2 separate regions of the Mus musculus genome follow, and region 1 is linked to region 2. A link is a contact called in public promoter capture Hi-C data. All regions are on one chromosome and are shown on one strand. Each heading gives the region's core, a stretch centred on a gene start, on an enhancer-like site or on the middle of the called end of the contact. The rest is flanking DNA. Distances are from core to core; before and after follow the strand shown.

Region 1 (5,286 bases), core at 1,370-3,869, 590 kb after region 2:
ACATGCACACAAATTCCTCTCCCATACAGATTATCAAAAATAAACTCTTTTAAAAATTGAGTGTTTATCAGTTGATGAATTCCTTAACAAACTGAATTTGGGGTATTTCTGTGAGAAAAAAGAAACTGGCATAGCTGAGGCAGGAGGATTGCCATGTGTTCGAGTCTAGTCTAGACTGTTCAGTGACACCCTGTTTCAAACAAACAAACAAAGAAACAAATGTAATCAGAGACACACTCCCAGATACCATGAGTATCTGGGAGCAGCTTTGTCACCTGACCTTTCTCCAGCTGCTATGGCAGATATTGGTCCAGCTGCCCTTTTAGGGAAACTTTCCAAGTTGAGTAAAATCTGGCTTTGCCAAGTCCAGTCATTTCATGAGGCCAGGGAGCTCGGGAATGTGTATCAGGGTAATTCCATATTCTCTCTCTTTTTTTTTTTTTTCAGGCCTGGAGAATCGAACGCAGGGCCTTGTGCATGTCAGGCAAGCACTCTGTCCCACACCTGTATCTGTAGCCCAGTGTGATTTTTCTTTTTACAAGCACACAGTGCAGATCCAGAAGGCTACAAAAAGGGCACAGGAAAAAAACAATCTGTCCTCAGGCCCCAGAATCACCCCTCCCCTGGTGGCCAGCCTGTCTGCTGTTGGTTTGTACTCTTCTCCAGGTATTCAGTATATTTACAATCACAGCTGCTTTTGCTCAGCAATCTCATATCCTCCCAATGTTCCTTAGTGCGGCAGTTTTCCTTAATTGAAGAACATCTTTTGTAAAGATTATAGGAAAGAAAGAACTGCTCTGTGTGGCTCACGATGAGCTGAGCTTTTCAGGGACTGCTCCAGGACTTCCTTATCCAGTGTCTGACTGTGGACATGTAGGCTGTGTAGGGACAGCTTTAGAGTGAGCTCTGTCTGTGTCATCATCTGTAGCCACAGGCTTTCACAGACTTCTGGCCTCTGAGCCTCAGGGTCCCTTTCTCTTAACACCCAGCTCCTTCAGCAGTGGCTGTAGGCAGAACAGTGGCAGTGCCAGAAGCAGAGTCAGTACAGGTCCCCTGTCTCTCTCTGGAGACAAGAAAGGTGCTTCTGTGGTCGGATGCGAATGGTCAGCCTGCGCCTGCTGCCTTTTGCTTTGTGATGAAGCTGAGTTCCTGAATTCTCTATCCATATGGGGACTCTTCCTCAGTCTTTATCTGGCATAACCTACCTTCCCACCCCATGAGTCCTCTCTCCTGGCAAGTGTGCTGCTCACTGTGGCCCACTGGCCTATGCCTCTGATTCCTTATCTGCTAGGCTTTTTCTGTACCTCGAATTAAAAAGCCAGCCAGTCACTATTAACATACCTGCTCAGTAGTGGGCACCTATGCTGGTTTCTTTGAATGAGAGGGCAGACATTGGTAGGCGATGCATCGGTGCACATGTGTTTAAAGTGCTTTAGTCAAGTCACCCAGGAAGCCATCCCCCAAGGCCAAGCTTCAGGGTGCAGTGATGAACTGCTGGGTCACAGGGATGTGAGAGTTTGTCCAGGGTGTTCCAGGGCAGTCTCTGTGACCTTGACCTAAAATCTCCTGCAACCTTTGCCTTCAATATCCTCCTCTAGAGCCTGGGGCTAAAATCTCCAAGGCTTTCTGAAATGCCATGGCTAAAGAAAGTGAGGGGCTGGATAAGCACGCAACACTGTGGTACAGTACAGTTTTCAGGGTTCTACCCCACCCCAAAGCAATACCAAAAAGGACAAGGTAAGAGGCTCCAAGCTGTTGCTAGAGGTTGGTCGCTCTGATCTAGCACCCAGGTCAGCAGATAGACACAAAGGTATGTGGGAGACAAAAATCTAGACCTGGGGACTTAGAAGATATTCACAGGCAAGGAGGGGGGGGGGTGGTCCATGATCAGTTTTCTCTGGGAAGTTTTGGTGAGATTCCAAGGTGAGTCCTATTTCAGATTGCCCTTAAACATTTCTGAAGTTTTCCTTGTGATATAAAAGAATGAAAAAATGATGCAGAAAAAGCTGTCAGACTTGATCGTTGATAAGCATCTCAATTACACTAGACCATTAGACTGTCAGAGACAGCTTGGGTATGGCGATATAGACCAAGTGCCCGGAGTCCTAGCACTTTCTCTCTTTGAAGGCACAACTGTTCTTTTGGAATTTATAGCCAGGAGCCAGGAGGTGAACTACGGATTTCTTCCTTTGATGGCTAGAGGCTTCCTGGGGAGGGAGAAACAACTGTGGGCATTGTCACGGAGAGCCCCACTCTTCCCTTCCCTTTGGGGCCTGAAGCCTTCTTGGTCTAATCTGTTCTTTCTTTAGTCGCTTAGGTTTTCTGTGAGCCTGGCCGGCTAGGTCTTTGATTTCCCCTGAACAAAAGCAAGTGCCCTCCCCCATCTGGCTAGCAGCTTGCTGACAGAGTTGGACTTTAGCTCCTGTCCCAGTCCATCACCACGGGACAAACATAGTAGAAAACCTGATCCCTTTACCCCCTTCCACCCACGGTTTGTGTAGAGCTCACAAGCAAAACAAACTTATTTTGAACACTGGGGTCCTAGCACGCTGCCCTGACAATCATTAACCTGTGCCGCACAGCCAGCCCTTCATAAGGCTCTGGGTACGACCAGCCAGCATGGTCCACTGCCCGCGGAGACACACACCCAGCGAGCATTGAACACTGCACACGGCCGTCTGCCCAGAGAGCTGTGACCACCATTGCCACTACTATCTACTCAGAAAGTCGTGACCACTGAGCAACTGCTGCCTGTCCAGAGTCTCATCCACAGCCTGCTGAACCAGTTGCGATGCCCGAGTTCCTAACTGTTGTTTCTTGGCCGTTCCTGATTCTCCTGTCCTTCCAGATTGGCGTGGCCGCTGGAGCCCCCCAGCCATGGCACTGTGCTCCCTGCACTGCTGAGAGGCTGGGGCTCTGTCCACCCGTGCCCGCTTCGTGCCCCGAGATTTCTCGGCCTGCAGGCTGTGGCTGCTGCCCGACATGTGCCTTGCCGATGGGTGCTGCCTGCGGTGTGGCCACTGCTCGCTGCGCCCAGGGACTCAGCTGCCGTGCGTTGCCAGGAGAGCCTCGTCCCCTGCATGCCCTCACCCGTGGTCAGGGAGCCTGTGTACCAGAACCTGCTGCACCCGCCACGAGCACCTTGTTCAGCTCCCAGCATGAAGGTACTGCAGTCCATCTCTGCCTCTAGATCTCTTGGCTGGGACATACGTGCTTCCTAGGCCAGCAGAGGCCTATCGGAAACTTATAGCAGATAGGGCAAAGGCACTCTTGGCCCACTAAGAGGTTTAAGCTGTTATAGTCAAATAAATCTCTCAGTGAGGTCCATCTGTGTGTGGTCTTGCCCAGGAAACATCCTAGAAGGGGTGGTCCAAGCACCCCATGTAGAGTGGAGAGTTGTGAAGAAAGTTTGCAGGTTAGGTAGTAATGATCCTACTCGGTCTTTCAGTGGAGGTGGAGGGAGCTATGGGGCTGCCAGGTGGGTGGGGTGCTGGCTCAAGCACCTCCGGCCTCCTCCTGTGGGTTCTGCCCTTGGCAGTTCCAATGGCTGGAGGGTCCAGGGAGGTTTAGAATGGGAGTCCTCCTGCTGCCCCCAGGAGGTTTGCAATGTCCTTTGTAGCATATATCCTGCCACGCCGTATGTGCTTCCCAGATGTTTACAGAACATAATGTGAAAATTGAGGCCCAGACCTTCACTTCCATTCATCGCTATAGACAAACAGTGTTTGATGTGTACGTTGCCTGCTAGGAGTCTGACAATCAGGCTCTTTCCTGAATTTAAGCACTGGTTTGTTTGTAGTAGGAAGCTTGGAAAATGCCTCTTCCTCTGCTCCAGCCCCTATCTCCCCATCTGGGCTGCATGCACGTCCTGTGTGGGTGTGGAGGAGCCACGTGGTTCCATATTCTGATGGGAAGCTGTACTGCAGGCATCTGAGCCTTTCAAGTGAATGAAGTTAGAGCTACCCCAATGGTCCTGAGTGGGGGGTGGGCCCTCTTCATTGATATCTGATGATGGCCTCCTCTTCGAGAGGCCACCCGAGAGGTGACTTAGTGTGCAGGAAAGCAGGGCTCCCAAAAAAGAGCAGGATGGTGGTCTAGGTGGGGAAGGCTACATTCTAGAACTTTCTTCTAACTAAACTATACCTGTCCTGGGGTCTTACTAGACTCTTTCTGTGGGGTGGAGAGGAGGGCTGAGGGGTCAAGGCTCACCACTGATGGGCTCAAGCCTTGGCCTTAGTCCTTGGCGTCTTCAGGTTATATCCTACCCCACTCTCTCTGCCACCCCAGAATATTGCCTCACCCCGGAATATACCATTTTCCCAGAAAAGAATAGTATTGCTATTTGGCCATACTTGTTCCCAAAGAGTCATCGGTGAAAAAAATTCTGATTTCCCCTGACCATTATCGATTGATCGGTCTTAAGGGCAAGAAGTGAGTTGGCAGAGGAGTGGCGCCTCCAGGGGATAATGCATACGTGGGGAGGAGTGGCGCCTCCAGGGGATAATGCATACGTGGGGAGGAGTGGCACCTCCAGGGGCTCATGCATATGTGGGGTTTGCTTTTCAGAGGCAAAGGCTGCTGTGGTCTCCGCGGATGAGCTTTCTGAGAGCCCAGAGATGACAGAGGAGCAGCTGCTGGACAGCTTCCACCTGATGGCCCCATCCCGCGAGGATCAGCCCATCCTGTGGAACGCCATCAGCACCTATAGCAGCATGCGGGCCCGGGAGATCGCCGACCTCAAGAAATGGAAGGTGAGACCCTGCACTCAGACCTTCAGGTATATCCATCGAAGTGAAGAGTTTAGTCTAGACAATTCCTAAAGGGCACCAAACATGAGGCTGGGCACAGGAGTATAACTACTCCCATCCCTGATGTATCTTTGCCTCCTTAAAAATACAGCATAAAATAGGCCATTTTTAGTCTAGGTTTCTTTGTCACTGAGTATGTTCAATAATTGTTACCACCATCAGGCTCCACGATTTTGCCAGCCTTCAACTATGCAGCAAGAACTTCTTTAGTTTACTGGCTAGTTTTCAATTTGACCACTTGGGGGCGACAGAGAACCAAAGGTGGAGAGAAAGTACCGAAGAGGCATTGAAGAAGTACCAATCCGCCCAATGAAGTGGAAGAATAAACATTGTTAGGGGCACTTTAGAATTTCATCTGGAAATTATCCAAAGGAATGCCTTGCTCCATAATCAACATGACATATGTCAAATGCAAGGATGGCTGTTTGAAAAGCTAGGTATTTCTGATTCTAAATTCCATATAGAGAGACTGAGTCTT
Region 2 (5,486 bases), core at 1,954-4,453:
GGTCAGGCCATGGGGCTCCAGTTGGTCCCCTTTCAGGATGGTTGCAATAGCTGCATCACATGAGTGATCTGTGGAGATAGAAAAGGACATGAGATGCCCTCTGGACACATCTCAGGGCCAGGCCAGGTGAAGAGCTGAGCACGGGATGAGCGGGTTTCCATGGATACAATTCCAGAGGAGGGCTGGTCAGGGAAGTTAGTGGAGAAGACAATGGCTGGTAAGCAAAGTGTATTTGAGGAAGACTTTCCAGGTGTTCAGCAGATTCGGCAGCTGCTGACAGAGGCTTTATAAGAAGGGTAGCTGTGGGGGGTGCTGTTGTGTAGTAGAAACCAAGATGTTTTGGAGGGCGCACTTCAGCAAACACACAACTAGCAATTGTCTCTGTTCAGAACTCAGCTTGCCGGTTCAGCTAGGTTCAGCTGGGCTTATCTGGAACAGAGGGCCACGAGAACCCGCTGGGCAGTGCCAGCTCTTTCCTATGACAAGGGCAGGGGTCCTGCACACTACAGCTCTGGGACAGTCCAAGTCTGCTGTAAGCAGGAGCTTCTTAGCCTATCTCTCTCCTACCCTTGCTGTCTATACTCAAGACCAACCTCGGGTTCCTCAGAGCTCAGCGCAGCCCTGCACAGAGCTGAGAATGGAGACAGACAGGTACCACGGTCTGTCAAAAGGGCCATGGTGGGAAATGATGGCCACGGGAACGGGACAGCTGAGGGAAGGCTGGCTATGTCCTCTCCATGGAGACAGCCGCTCAGAGTAACAGATCCTCCAGCACGCTGGGAACTCCTGGTCTGCCCTGGGGTCCTTCTCTAGGTCTTAGGCACCATCTGGGTCAGGTACAGGTGCTCACAAAAGCTCATGGGCTGACATGCCTTCTGCCGACATGCTGCACCGGACACACATGCTCAGGCCGTGGAGCACTATGGGTCAGAAAGTACTTAGGGACTTAGGAAGGTAGCAAAGAAACCTCTCCAGATAGCAGCATCCCATGCCCCTCCTATCCTCCTGGCTAATGCTGTCTTGCCTCATGGCGAGCTGCATGTCCCTACTCAGGTCACTTTGCACATTCATTTGAGTCTCGTGGCTTTTAGCTCAACTGTGTTAAGTGTTTCTCTGAGTGCTCCTTTTAAAAGACTCTGTAACAGCCCCTCCCTCACCTGGACCAAGGCCAAAAACACATCTCTCTGAAGTATCCACTTAAAGCCTTCCTAGTGTCTGTCCCCAGAGCTCAGTTCACGTCCTGCGTAAGAGGGGGAGGAGCAGTGCCTAGGGGCCTGCGGCTCCAGCAGGCACACAGCCAACACTGCCGGCTTTACCATGCTCACTGGTGACAGGGCAACATCGCCTGTACCGTGGCGGCTTTGTCTTTCTCAGCTACTGAGCAATTCTCAGCTGGGATGAGAGGGAAGCTGGAGGGGAGACAGCCACCTCCTTGATATCTGATCTCAGGAATGTCTGAGCGCTGGGTTCTTTGACATCAGCTGGACTCACTGACCAGAAGCTGGGCTATTAGAGCAATCAGGTCCTGACAGAAAGGGAGAGGGGTTCTTTCAGGTTCTTTGAGGGAGATGGTACCGACGTGGGTGTGGCTAGTAGCCATCACTGGGCGTTCCCAAGTTAGGCTCTTGCCTTCTCCACTTCCTAGTGTGGCCCCAGGGCAGTAGGGCAGAATTGGGCCAAGGTTAAAATGGAAGGGAAATAAAAAGCCAAGGTGTGTGTATGTTTGTGTGTGTGTGTGTATGTGTCATTCAAGGTCACCAAGCAAACTAGCTTATGACTGGGCCTGGGGAGTCCCAGCCTGGATTGCCTGTCCCCCAGCAAGAGTAAGATGGGAACTGTTAGCTCCCACCCAGGACCCTGGCACAGCACTGGCACCATCCCCATTCTTGCCCATCCTGTCCCTAGATAACTTCTTGCACCCAGCAAGGTGCCCTTGGCTTTGCCCAAGTTACACACAGCCCATCTCCAGCAGGAACCATTTAAACTTAAGAGTATCCTCCAGCCTGCAAGTGGACTGACCTCTACCAACATTTAATGCCCCCTCTTATCCAAGGTCTGCATAGGAAGACCACTGCTGGCCAGGAGAGCTGCTGTTCAGAGCCCCACCTCTCAGACGTGGTTCTGCCGGTGTCCTCTGGCTAGCCTCCCAGGTTCCATCGGCCCTACAACTCCCTTATAAGTCTAGCCGCTTGCTGCCCTAGGCACCCAACGTACCTCTAAGAACCCTCTGGTGGTCACAGGATGAGCCTGCAAGGACCCTTTGGGCCTCCCTGCTTCCAAACCTGCCACCCCACCGTCGGTCCTGGGGCCCAGCTCTCTGTGGACAATGGAATGCAATGTGGCACAGAGACACAACTAAATGGGACTTGGTCCAAAGACTACGGTCCCCACAGCCCAGAGTGAAAGGCCAAGACGCTGCCCTTCATAGCTACAAGGCTAGGAGGATGCTGTCTGCGGCGCCCAGGCCTTCACGAAATCCTGGGGCTTGGGGGTGGGGGAAAGATGCAGGTGGAGGGAATAACCGGTCTGGAAAGACAGGGGAGGGGACTGTGAGGAGGCAGAGGGATGGAGGAGAGAGAAAGCCAGAAAAGGTATTGAGCCAGAAAGGGGAGCCGGCGCGGTCTCACCTGTGCGGGATCCAGGCCCTCCTGCCTCAGGCAGCGGCAGCTCAGCGCCCGCAGCCTCCCCTGGCATGGCCTGGACGTGTGCCTGCCGATACCCCTGTCTCTCTGTCCCTCTGTCCGTCAATGCGCTCGGAGTAGCCAGCACGGCCACCGCCCCTCTGCTGGGGGGGGGGGGGGCGTAAATGACGTCAGCGCTGCCCCGCCCGCCTATCAAGCCGAGTGAGCGTGCGCCAGCGCGCCGAGCACTGCGGAGCGCCAGAGGGAGGGCGCTCATTCCCTTCGTTCACCCCATCGCCTCTCTCCCACTGCTGAGTCTAAGGCCAGAAGGCTGCGCCCTGCCCCGCCTTTCCCGCAGCATCCAAGGGGGGCCGCTTGGAGGCCAGACTCCTCCCAAGGTGACATCGCCTCTTAACTGGAAAGAGACAAAAGGTGTCTCCAGAACCAGGGGTGCGGGTTAATATGGGGAGATAGCTATATATTCTGCAGAGGGGGCAGGGCCACTTTAATAAGTGATGGCCCAACCTATCGCTCAATGACTGGACAGAGGACACAGGGAGCCCAGTGAAGGAGCCTAAGCTCCTAAGCCCCAAGATGAGCGAAAACAGCAGCTCAGGATTGGCTGGTCCTGGCAGACAGTCTCCATAGCAACTACCTCCTGTCTCTGTGGCAACGGGAGATGGAACTGAGTGCGCCAGAGAGTGGTTCCAGACAATCTCTTGGGCTGAGCTGGATCTTTGACTTCTAGCTTGGCGGTCTGCTTTGTTTCCTTCACCGTTCAGCTCTTTAGGACAGGGAAGAAATGTACCTCACTCACTATTCCCGCCAGCCCTGGGCCACACCCCCAGAGATGATGCTTACTATTTCCCTTCCTGAAATGCACTATGTTTCCATCCTGGCGTTTGCAGTGCCCAGCCCGTCCCCCCTTCCCAGTGCCAGGCACCAGATGAATGAATGACACATTGTCATCTGTGAGCTGAAGTCGGGGAAATTAGTGGCTATTGAGGCAAACAAGGAGGGAGTGTCCAATGTATAGGATCTTCTGAGTCTACAGGAAGTCAGGTGCTGTTCCCTACTTCCCTATACCTGACTTGAGGTGCACACCAAGGTACCCCTGGCACCCTTACCACATCCAAACATAAGACCAGCATCTTCTGCAAAACTGCCCCACCCTCTCTGTTGCTGACAACCCACCCCGTCCTTCTGATATTTGACTTTATAGTCCACGTAAGGACCCCTTACTTCACCTCCAAGGATCTAAGTTGATTCCTCCTGTGAAACCCCTCCTCCTTCTTTGGAGACAGGTTTTTGTTTATTTTCTATTCTGTGTAGTCCTGGCTGTCCTGGAACTCACGCTGTAGACAGGCTGGCCTGGAATTCCCAGAGATCATCTGCCTGTGCCTCTGGAGTGCTGGGACCAAAGAAAGGTGTGTGCCACCACCCAGCCCCTAGTTGCCTTTTTTGTTCCTGGTGTTTATCACGGCAACAGGAAGCAAATTAATCAATCCAGCAACTGGTACCAGAAAATGAGTTTGTGGCTGTGGTGATCTGACCATGTTTTGTGGGAAGATTGTGGAAGTATCTGGAGCTTTGGGCTGGAAAAGACCATTGGCTGCTGAGAGCTTAATGAGCTGTTGTAGGGGTTTGGAGACAGGAAAGTTGAGAGAGATACAGATGATGGAGACCAGGCTTGTTAAAGCAGCAACTTTACGGGGGGCTTTTGTATAATTTTCTTTTGAATCTGTGGTTTCTGGTTAGCTGGAGCTGAAGGGTCAGCTGTGTTTTTGTTTGTTTTTCGAGACAGGGTTTCTTTGTATAGCCCTGGCTGTCCTGGAACTCACTTTGTAGACCAGGCTGGCCTCAAACTCGCCTGTCTCTGCCTCCCGAGTGCTGGGTCTAAAGGCGTGCGCCACCACGCCCGGCTTCAGCTGTGGTTTTAACAAGAGACCAGCACCACTGAAATGAAACCTTTGCTTTCCTCAGAGACTTGACAATGGTTAGCTAGGACTAGAAAGAAAAGGTAAGCTGTGATTACTAGAGACCAGCATCACTGAGGCAAATCTGAAAAGTATTTGCTCACGTCAGCACACAGCACTTGAGACCCAGTAGGACCAAAGCTTTCTTTCAAGCTGGCAGCTGAGCTCAGCATTGGGTAAGAGTATCCCAGATGGTTTTGAAATTACTTTACTAGTACTGAAGACATGAAGGGCTATAGCGAGCAGCTGAGAACGCAGTACTTTGGAGATAGATAGTGGTCTGTAGGACCACTAGTACCAGCTGTGGGTGGAGTCTGGGAGACAGCCTTCATGTAGGAAGAGCTCAGGCCTGTTTGGAGCCCAGATTGCAGTATCTTCTAGCTACACTGCTAGAGGCTTACTTTGTAACTGTGCCCTGGTTCTTCCCTTGTGGAATACTTATTTTGTGTATTACTTATTTTGGATTTTAAAGAAGTCCACAGTTGAGAGACTGGACTTTTTTTTTTTAAGGTTTATTTATTTATTTATTTATTTATTATATGTAAGTACACTGTAGCTGTCCTCAGACACTCCAGAAGAGGGAGTCAGATCTCGTTACGGATGGTTGTGAGCCACCATGTGGTTGCTGGGATTTGAACTCCTGACCTTCAGAAGAGCAGTCGGGTGCTCTTACCCACTGAGCCATCTCACCAGCCCAAGAGACTGGACTTTTAAGACTTAACTTTTCAAGTGTTTTGATTTTTTTTTCTTTTGGTAAATTATGATTTTGCTTTTTTTCCAGACAGGGTTTCCCTGCATATACCTGCCTGTCCTGGAACTCGCTTTGTAGACTAGGCTGGCCTCAAACTCAGAGATTTGTCCACCTCGAGTGCTGGGATTAAAGGTGTGT

What was found. Promoter capture Hi-C pulls out the DNA fragments that hold promoters and counts their contacts.
Region 1: a contact with region 2 is called in a promoter capture Hi-C map of hippocampal neurons, with 2.8 times the contacts expected there. The contact joins the promoter of Igfbp1 here to the promoter of Nacad in region 2. A contact is called at or near these places in 2 of 39 promoter capture datasets (hippocampal neurons and neural stem cells).

Annotation. Positions count from the first base shown.
Region 1 is chr11:7,195,168-7,200,453 of GRCm38.p6, forward strand. It overlaps Igfbp1 (insulin-like growth factor binding protein 1), which reads left to right and starts at 2,620. Exons shown (of 4, transcript NM_008341.4): 1 at 2,620-3,164; 2 at 4,567-4,751. The coding sequence starts at 2,792.
Region 2 is chr11:6,602,851-6,608,336 of GRCm38.p6, forward strand. Nacad (NAC alpha domain containing) reads right to left here and starts at 3,204. Exons shown (of 8, transcript NM_001081652.1): 1 at 2,628-3,204; 2 at 1-68. The coding sequence starts at 2,898.